Linked DNA regions of Ovis aries: region 1 is linked to region 2. The links are chromatin contacts, called in public Hi-C maps. All regions are on one chromosome and are shown on one strand. The core of a region is the stretch at or near the end of the contact, and the rest is flanking DNA. Distances in the headings are between cores, read along the strand shown.

Region 1 (4,417 bases), core at 1,279-3,778, 96 kb after region 2:
TCTTTGCCCATTCTCTCCTCCCGTTCACCTTCTGCACAGCGTCAAAACAAAGTTTTGAAAACAAAATACCCTTCAGCAGTTCTTTGTTGAAAGGAGGGAACACCAAACTGTTTGGTCTGATCTGGTCCCAGTGATTTCTCCACTTGCTCTTGCTGTGCCCTGAGTCACCCCACACTTCCAGCCCAGCGTTGTTCCTGGTTCCCCCCTGTGCTTAGGTGCACAAGGCCCCTATATCCTCCCTTCCACCTAGCAAGGCATCAACCCACCTCTTAAGATTTTCCTCGAGGTCATCTCTGTGAAGGCTCTCTAACCTTCTCCCCAAGGAGAGCTGACCAGTCACTCCTGTGAGCCCCTCTTTCACTCCTTGTACTTTTAGCCTGTGACCCATAACACTCCATCTTTTCCTCCTGCTCACAGTGATCACCTTGAGGTCCAGGTCAGTGTTTTATTTGTTTCTGATTCCATGAGGCTTAGCATGGAGCTAACAAAGAGTTTTTAGGTTCTTAATAAATTCTCACAGTGATTGCAAGCACACATGGCTGAATGAGCATTCTGGAGTATTAGAATTGTTTATTTGGCTGCGCCCTGCAGCATGCGGAATCTTAGTTTCCCTGCCAAAGATCGAACCCAAGTACCCTGCAGTGGAAGCAAGGACTCTCAGCTGCTGAACTGCCAGGGAAGTCCCTTGGAATATTTGCATTTTAACTGGGGTGGCTTCAAGGGAACAGTTAGCCACTCCAGTATTCTGGCCTGGAGAATTCCATGGTCTGCATAGTCCATGGGGTCACAAAGAGTTGGACACGACTGAGTGACTTTCACTTTCACATCTATCTCCCAGGTGGCATCAGTAGCAAAGAACCCTCTTGCCGATGCAGGAGATGAAAGAGACACAGGTTTGACCCCTGGGTTGGGAAGATCCCCTGGAGAAGGGCATGGCAACCCACTCCAATATTTTTACCTGGAGAATCCCACGGACAGAGGTACCTGGAGGGCTACGGTCCATAGGGTCACAAAGAGTCTGACACAACTTAAGCAACTTAGCAAGCATACATATGTACAGAGCCCAGGATGTTCATTTTTGTTTGTTGTTTGGTTGGTTTGCTCATTTGCCCAACATTGAAACCCCTTTCTTGTGTTTGGAGAATTGTCTACCATATGAATCTTGGATGGGGCAGACCTTATCTTCTTTACAGAAGTGATGAAGGCCAGATATTTGCTTTCCCAGTCCTTTCTTACAGCTAGAGTATGTATGCACATATGATTCAGACTCAGTCAATCGGGTACATTCTCCCAGAACCTAGAATAAGACATTTTTATTCCAAGTAAGCAGGGACAATGGAGAATTCATTTTGGTAGTGGTGGGGCAGTAGTTGTAACATCTAGGTTTGGGGGCAGCAAGATCAACAGTTGATAGTGGCCTCTGGGTCCAATATTCAGAGCAAGGGTAAGGGTGGCAGAGGTGTTCTTATTGAATTGCATCTGTAGCATGATCTGGGCTGAGGCTGTACCTGCCTTGGCTCCCTTTGTTTCTGCCAGTGTTTTAACAGCTTTGTTGTTGTTGTTGTTCAATTGACCAGTTGTGTCTGACTCTTCACCACCCCATGGACTACAGCACGCCAGACCTCCCTGCCCCTCATCATCTCCCAGAGTTTGCCCATGTTCATGTCCATTGCACCAGTGATGCCAGCCAGCAGTTTCATCCTCTGTTGCCCTCCGCTCCTTCTGCTTTCAATCTTTGCCAGCATCAGAGTCTTTTCCAATTCACTCATTTACATTATACAGTTCACATGTTAGTATATGCATGTGTGCGTGCTTGGTCACTTTAGTTGCGTCAGACTCTTTGTGACCACAGGGACTGTAGCCACCAGGCTCCTCTGTCCATGGAATTTTCCAGGCAAGAATACTGGGGTGGACTGCCATTCCCTTTTCCAGGGGACCTTCCTGACCCAGGGATCCAGCATTGTCTCCTGCAACTCCTGCACTGCAGGCGGATTCTTTACCACTGAGCCACCTGGGAAGCCCTAGTATATGCATAGGTATGTGCAATCATTGTCACAGTCAATTTTAGAATATTTCTATCTTCTCAAAAAGAAAAACTCTATACCCTTTAACTATCATTCCCCTTTCCCTTGTCCCTTCCCAGGGCACAGCAAATCCCTAATCAACTTTCTGTCTCCAGGTTTCCTTACTCTGGGCTTTCATACAAATCATATGGTATCTGGTCATCTGTAACTGGCTTACTTTGTTTAGCACAATGTTTTCAAGGTTCATCTGTGCTGTAGCATGTACCAGTACTTCATTCCATTTTACGGCTGAATATTATTCCAGCTGTATATATAACAGCTGAATATATAACAGCTTTTGTTATCCATTTAGTTGTTAATGGACATTTGGGTCTGTTCAAAATAAATAAGCCCAAAATGGAGTCACTTCTGCTAAACCTCACTAAGTGTTAATACCTAACCTGAATGCAGTTTCAGCCACTCCCAGGAGTGGAACTGTAAACTTGTCAGTCTGGAATTTCCTGTCAACACTAGTGAGGTAATAAGTGTGATAAGACTCCCCCTGTGCTGCTCACCTAGGGAAGGTAAGCTAGCCTGAAACAATTCTTTCTTTTCTTTTGCAAATAACTTCCTTGTCCTGTCTCTTTTTTAAAAAAATTTTTTCTACCTAAAAAGACCTTCCATTTTGTACAACTCCTTTGAGTACATCCTATCTAGTAAATACGCTATTTGCTGCTGGATTCATGAATCACTGCATGCATGCTCAATCGCTCAGTTGTGTCTGACTCTGACCCCATGAATTGTGGCTCACCAGGCTTCTCTGTCCATGGGATTCTCCAGGCAAGAATACTGAAGTGGGTTGCCATGCCCTCCTCCAGGGGATCTTCTCAACTGGGGTATCAAACCCCTCTCTGTTATGTCTCCTGCATTGGCAGAACAATTGAATAAAGCCAATTAGATCTTCAAGTTTACTCTGTTGATTTTTGTTTTTTTAAAGGTCTTTTCCATATTTTTGCCATTATGAATAATGCTGCTATAGATATTTGCTTTTTCTATGATCCAACAGATGTTGGCAATTTGATCTCTGTTTCCTCTGCCTTTTCTAAAACCAGCTTGAACATCCAGAAATTCCTGGTTCACGTACTATTGAAGCCTCCCTTGGAGAACTTTGAGCATTATTTCGCTAGCATATGAAATGAGTGCAATTGTGCGGTAGTTTGAACATTCTTTGGCATTGCCTTTCTTTGGGATTGGAATGAAAACTGACCTTTTCCAGTCCTATAGCCACAGCTGAGTTTTCCAAATTTGCTGGCATATTGAGTGCAGCACTTTCACAACATCATCTTTTAGGATTTAAAATAGCTCAACTGGAATTCCATCGCCTCCACCAGCTTTGTTCATAGTGATGCTTCCTAAGGCCCACTTGACTTCACATTGCAGGATGTCTGGCTCTAGGTGAGAGATCACACCATCATGGTTATCTGGGTCATGAAGATCTTTTTTGTATAGTTCTTCTGTGTATTCTTGCCACCTCTTAATACCTTCTGCTTCTGTTAGGTCCATACTGTTTCTGTCCTTTATTGTGCCCATCTTTGCTATGTTTTCCTAGTAGTCATGTGTGGATGTGAGAGTTGGACTGTAAAGAAGATGAAGAATTGATGCTTTTGAAGTGTGGTGTTGGAGAAGACTCTTGAGAGTCCCTTGGCCTGCAAGGAGATCCAACCAGTCCATCCTAAAGGAAATCAGTCTTGAATATTCATTGAAAGGACTGATGCTGAAGCTGAAACTCCAATATTTTGGCCACCTGATGCTAAGAGCTGACTCATTTGAAAAGACCCTGATGCTGGGAAAGATTGAGGGCAGGAGGAGAAGGGGACGACAAGGGATGAGATGGTTGGATAGCATCACCAAGTCAATGGACATGGATTTGGGTGGACTCTGGGAGTTGGTGATGGACAGGTAGGCCTGGCGTGCTGTGGTTCATGGGGTCGCAAAGAGTTGGACAGGACTGAGCGACTGAACTAAACTTGCATGAAATATCCCCTTGGTATCTCTGATTTTCTTGAAGAAAACTTTAGTCTTTCCCATTCTATTGTTTTCCTCTATTTCTTTGCACTCATCACTGAGGAAGGCTTTTGTATCTCTCCTTGCTATTCTTTGGAACTCTGTATTCAGATGGGTATATCTTTCTTTTTCTCCTTTGTCTTTCACTTCTCTTCTTTTCTCAGCTATTTGTAAGGCCTCCTCAGACAACCATTTTGCCTTTTTGTGTTTCTTTTTCTTAGGGATGGTCTTGATCACTGCCTCCTGTACAATGTCATGAGAAATATCAATAACCTCAGATACGCAGATGACACCACCCTTATGGCAGAAAGTGAAGAGGACCTAAAAAACCTCTTGATGAAAGTGAAAAG
Region 2 (4,823 bases), core at 592-3,091:
AAAAATTGTCTTCCACGAAACCAGTCCCTGGTGCCAAAAGGTTGGGGACTGCTGTGCAATAGTGTATTGCCTAGCACATGATAGTCTCTCAAAACGTTATTCCTATTCTTTTATTAACCTACCCAGGCTAGATTTACTATCGTGATATCAGAGCTCCATGATATGTGGGAGATCAGGGTTTGATCCTTGGGTTGGGAAGATCCCCTGCAGAAGGAAATGGCAACCCACTCTAGCACTCTTGCCTGGAGAATCCCATGGACAGAGGATCCTGGTGGGCTACAGTCCATGGGATCACAAAGAGTTGGACACGACTGTGTGACCAGCACACATCAGAGCTCCAACTATTGGAACCCATTTAACATGTTCAGTTGCAAGTGCAAGGACATTAGATGTAGCTACTTTTTTTCTGAATCAAATTAAATTTTATTTTTTCTAATTCAAATCAAATTTAACTTCAGCCTCACCTATCAGGTTGGTGGGACATTCAGTATCAGAACTTTTATGGGGATTTAAAAACAAAACAAAACAAAACTAACACCTTCAGAGCTTACCCAGTCTAGAAAACCTGGGGAAATATCTTTGGTCCATTGAAGTTGTAGCTCATTTTTCCAAGTCAGATGTATCTCAGCCAGTCGCTCAAATCATCTGATCGTTCTGTTCTAAAGCAAGTCCCCAAGAACTCTTGCACGCTCCCAAAGCCATGGCTTGGTGTTCATTCCTCAGGTGTGCTTGTAGTCACCGCTGCCAGAGACACTGGGAGAGAGCCAAGTTCAGGTCCGCGCCTCCCCTCCATCTTCCTGCCTGTGTAGACTCCAAGTCTGCTCCTCTTTAATCTTCAGAGCTTTCCTCCACCCAAACAACCCAGCTCTGTCCTTTTAAGAATGTGTATGTCGGAAACCAGTGAATAAAGCAAAAAAGAAGCAGACTCACAGATTTAGAGAACAAACTAGTGGCTACCAGTGGGGAGAAGGAAGGGGGAAGGGTAATATAGAAGTAAGGGGGAAAAAGTTTTTATGGGATTACATGAAATTCTGTGTGTGGAACTTTTGGAAATCATAAAAAGCAGCTACAGACTTTAAAGAATTTTTATTCAGTTAAAAAAAGAATACATTTTTTTAAAAAAAGGATGTATATATTGGAAACAGAGACCTCTAAATGGTCCAGACCCTCCCTCCCAATTCCTCAAAGAAAGCTTCCCAGCCTACAAAGGACTAACTGTCCTTCCATAAAGGATATAGAGAAAAATTTTCTATAAATCTTTTCACTAAGTCCATACAGGAAAAAAAAATCATTGCTTTAATCAAGTAATCATTAATTCATACACGAGGTTCTCAAACTTTCTCATGTTCTGTGTAGACTCCCATGACCCCTTTCTCCCTTGGCCACTATAATTCACCTGCAATCCTGTGTGTCTTTACCGCAAACTGGGGAAGCAGGGTGGGGAAGGAGGTATGACAGGACTAGACAGGTTATGCTGCTGATTCTCTCCATTTCTGGGTAAGAACTGCAGCAGTCAACTGTTTGGAATTCCACATTTCTGATCTTTGGAACCCCGTGGGAACAATGAGAGCAGTGGGTGGGAAAAACACAGGTTTTGGAAGCTTTGATTTATGGGAACATATTTATATGTAATGGTATAGATGGTGACAGGGGATTGGAACAGGCTAGGACACTGATGTGCATAGCATAGATAAAAGAGAAGGACGCATTGGACCAGCAGCTTCCCCCCTAGTGTAGACAGTTAGGTGGTGTCTGCCAAGTCAAGGGCAAAATTAGAATTTTGCTCTATGGTAGCCCCAGAGCTATAGAAGTGTAGTGCTGGGCCCTCTAGTGGCCAGTTCTTACTCAGTGACCATAACTTGCCTTTTCCTACACTGCCAGTCTCTCAAACTGCCTTGTCTTCAATTTGGATTTGCTAGAACCACTAACTGGAGAAGGCAATGGCACCCCCACTCCAGTACTCTTGCCTGGAAAATCCCATGGACGGAGGAGCCTGGTAGGCTGCAGTCCATGGGGTTGCGAAGGGTCGGACATGACTGAGCGACTTCACTTTCACTTTTCACTTTCATGCATTGGAGAAGGAAATGGCAACCCACTCCAGTGTTCTTGCCTGGAGAATCCCAGGGATGGTGGAGCCTGGTGGGCTGCCGTCTCTGGGGTTGCACAGAGTCAGACACGACTGAAGCGACTTAGCAGCAGCAGAAGCGCTAACTGTCTCCATCTATATTCTATCACCCCAGTTCTCTATTATTACTGACAACTACTTTGGAACAGGCTCAGTGCCAGGGAAGAGTTCTTGAGGGAGAAATCAATTCCCTGGGAAATAGACTAAGGTGGAGAGTGGCTTGCAGGTCTTTTGGAGAGCGCTCTTGGGAGACACATCAATAAGGAAGTGAGGAAGGCAGAGTGGGCAGAGGGAGAAGCTAACCCACATCATGGTTGCAACTGAAACCTCAGCTGAATCTCCTGGGAGTTCTGAAGCTGAGATGGCTCCTCAGAGTTGTCCCAAATTGATACGATGGAACCAGATCTTTGTATCCTTGCATCAGTGTCACTGGCCATGAGTTGCTCCCCAGAAGGGGTCATAGCCTTGGATGAAAGCTATGACCCTGTGCCCAGGAAAATGCACAGCGAGGGCTGCAGCCGTGAGCTGTCAGTAGCCCATGTTCTCAGCAGCTGGATGATGGGTGTATTGGCCCCAAAGATCTGGGCAGAGCACCACTATCTCCACTCCTGGGAGTTTGCAATTTAGGGGGTTCCTGAGTTCTGTGTCTGTTCCTTTCTTTTGTCAATGATCCCTGATGCAGGGAGGAGAAGTCCAGAAACAGATGTCACGAGACACAGATTCTAGCACAGACTCCTGCTGCATGACCTTAAGTATGTTACCTAAGGTATCCTGGCCTCAGGGCTGGTCATATTCAATATGGTTCATAACAATCCGTACCATTCATATTTTACAAAGTGTTCTCGCATCCACGGAATCCACCAGACCAAACTCTCTAAACCAAATGAAAGAATGGAGATGGAGATGTCTTGAAAGGTTGGATGCACCGTACACATACACATGGGTGAGATTATGTAGCACAATACTCATAATCATGCTGATTCTTTTCACCAGTGTTTATGGAGCAGACACTTTGTGCCAAGCCTCAGCCTAGTTGATGAGGGTAGAGAGATGCATTAGACATGGTCCCTGCTTGCACCTTTGCAGTGTTTCTAGGTGGGGAAAAGAAATGCCTAGAGAGTATAATGTGGTAAAAATTATCAAAGAATTGTAAGCAGGGCCATAACATGAATGAAAGAAGCCTTGACCTGTGCAGAGGAAGGGAGTTCAAAGTAGAGCTTCATAGAAACAGAAGAGTTTTATAGGTAGAAAACCTGAAGTGAGTAAGCTAATCCTTGCCCACAAAGAGTCTGTGCCTTTCACATTTGCTGTATTCTTTTGCCAAACACATTGCCTAACATCTTGGTACTTAATATATTTCTTGAATGAATGAATGATAAACCAAGAGCAGAGGTAAGCCTGTAGCTGTCCAAGAGAGATCTTTTGAAAGGTATTTAAATAATCTCATCCTCTCTCTAACTGAGGGAGAGTCACCAACGATTCACGTTAGACCTTTTCTTGAGATTTAACGTTTCTAATCTCCAAGCAGTTTCTGTGGCTGGTCTCTTCTCTTGTCCCAGTGTTGAGTTAGCACAGTAGGGACTTAAGGACTCTCACCCAAAAGCTGTCCCCGTTGGCTTATTATTCCCCCTAAGAACTATGACAATTCCCTCTTTGTTCTTTGAATCATCTTGCCTGGGTGTAGAAGGAGTTAGGTGAGGACAGGATCCTGGCTGCTCTCTATTAGAGCCAGGAAGGGGAGCCGAGAGGCCAGCCACAGAATCTGCTGGGAGATTAGGAATGTTTATTCTAAAAATCCTATGGGAAGAGGAGCCTGGAAGGCTACAGTCCACAGGGTCGCAAGAGTCAGACACGGCTAAGCAGCTAAATCATCACCATGAGTCTCAAGAAAAGATCTAATGTGACTTTCAAAGGGACCAGCTATAGGGGGGAAAACATGGGCTTTGAATTTAGACAGGTCTGTGTTAAAATCTAGACAGCACTCCATAATAATTAAGTGAATGTTAAGCTATTTCACCTCTAAACTTCTGTTATTTTGTCTATAAAATGAGGTTAAAAAAATAATCACCTCAAGAGTTTCCCAGCACAGTGCCTGGCAGAGATAGACTGCTCATCAAATATTAGGTTTTCTTCCCATTTTCTTTCCTGTTCACTAAATTTCTTTCTCTCCTGCTCCCAGACCTGATTCTCTGTCACAGTTTAATCTCAGATAGGTTCTCTGGTTTCATCCAGGCAGATTATGTTCTTGGTTTCTTAGCGGCACCTGAAAGAGGATTCTTTATCCTACACAAAGCTGGCTGAAAGCCTTACTTTGTCTATTTCCCCTTAGCCTAAACAAATATCGTGGGTATTACCACTCCAGTGCCAGAAGAGACCAGACTCACCAGTGCAAGTCACACTCCCAGGACGTGCTTAGTTAGACCTACAAGGCTCCCACCTGCACCCCTCAGAAAACATGATAGAATCAGAGTAAAGAACACTTCTTCCTTCTTGGCAGGACTGAACGTTTTCTTTCTTTTCTTTCTCTTTCCCTTCTACATGGCATGTGGAATATCCTGGGCCAGGAACTGAACCCCTGCCCCTTGCCATGGAAGCATAGTCTTAACTCCTCAACTATCGGGGAAGTCCAGGACTATATTTTTTTTTAATCATGATCTGTTCTGGGGAAAGTGAGGAGGATGGAGTGAAGAACCAGCTG

What was found. Hi-C and Micro-C count contacts between places; a contact is called where the count stands out from the background.
Region 1: a Hi-C map of tail adipose tissue shows a contact between it and region 2, with 4 times the contacts expected there. The contact joins two enhancer-like sites. A contact is called at or near these places in 11 of 16 Hi-C or Micro-C datasets (blood, hypothalamus, liver and 6 more).

The regions. Positions count from the first base shown.
Region 1 is chr15:52,604,388-52,608,804 of ARS-UI_Ramb_v3.0, forward strand. No RefSeq gene overlaps it. Among named protein-coding and RNA genes, the nearest start is that of POLD3, 11 kb to the right of the region's middle. Within about 2 kb of position 2,529, at least 5 of the 54 cell types and tissues checked have an H3K27ac peak or open chromatin away from gene starts, as enhancers often do.
Region 2 is chr15:52,508,895-52,513,717 of ARS-UI_Ramb_v3.0, forward strand. No RefSeq gene overlaps it. Among named protein-coding and RNA genes, the nearest start is that of KCNE3, 19 kb to the right of the region's middle. Within about 2 kb of position 1,842, at least 3 of the 54 cell types and tissues checked have an H3K27ac peak or open chromatin away from gene starts, as enhancers often do.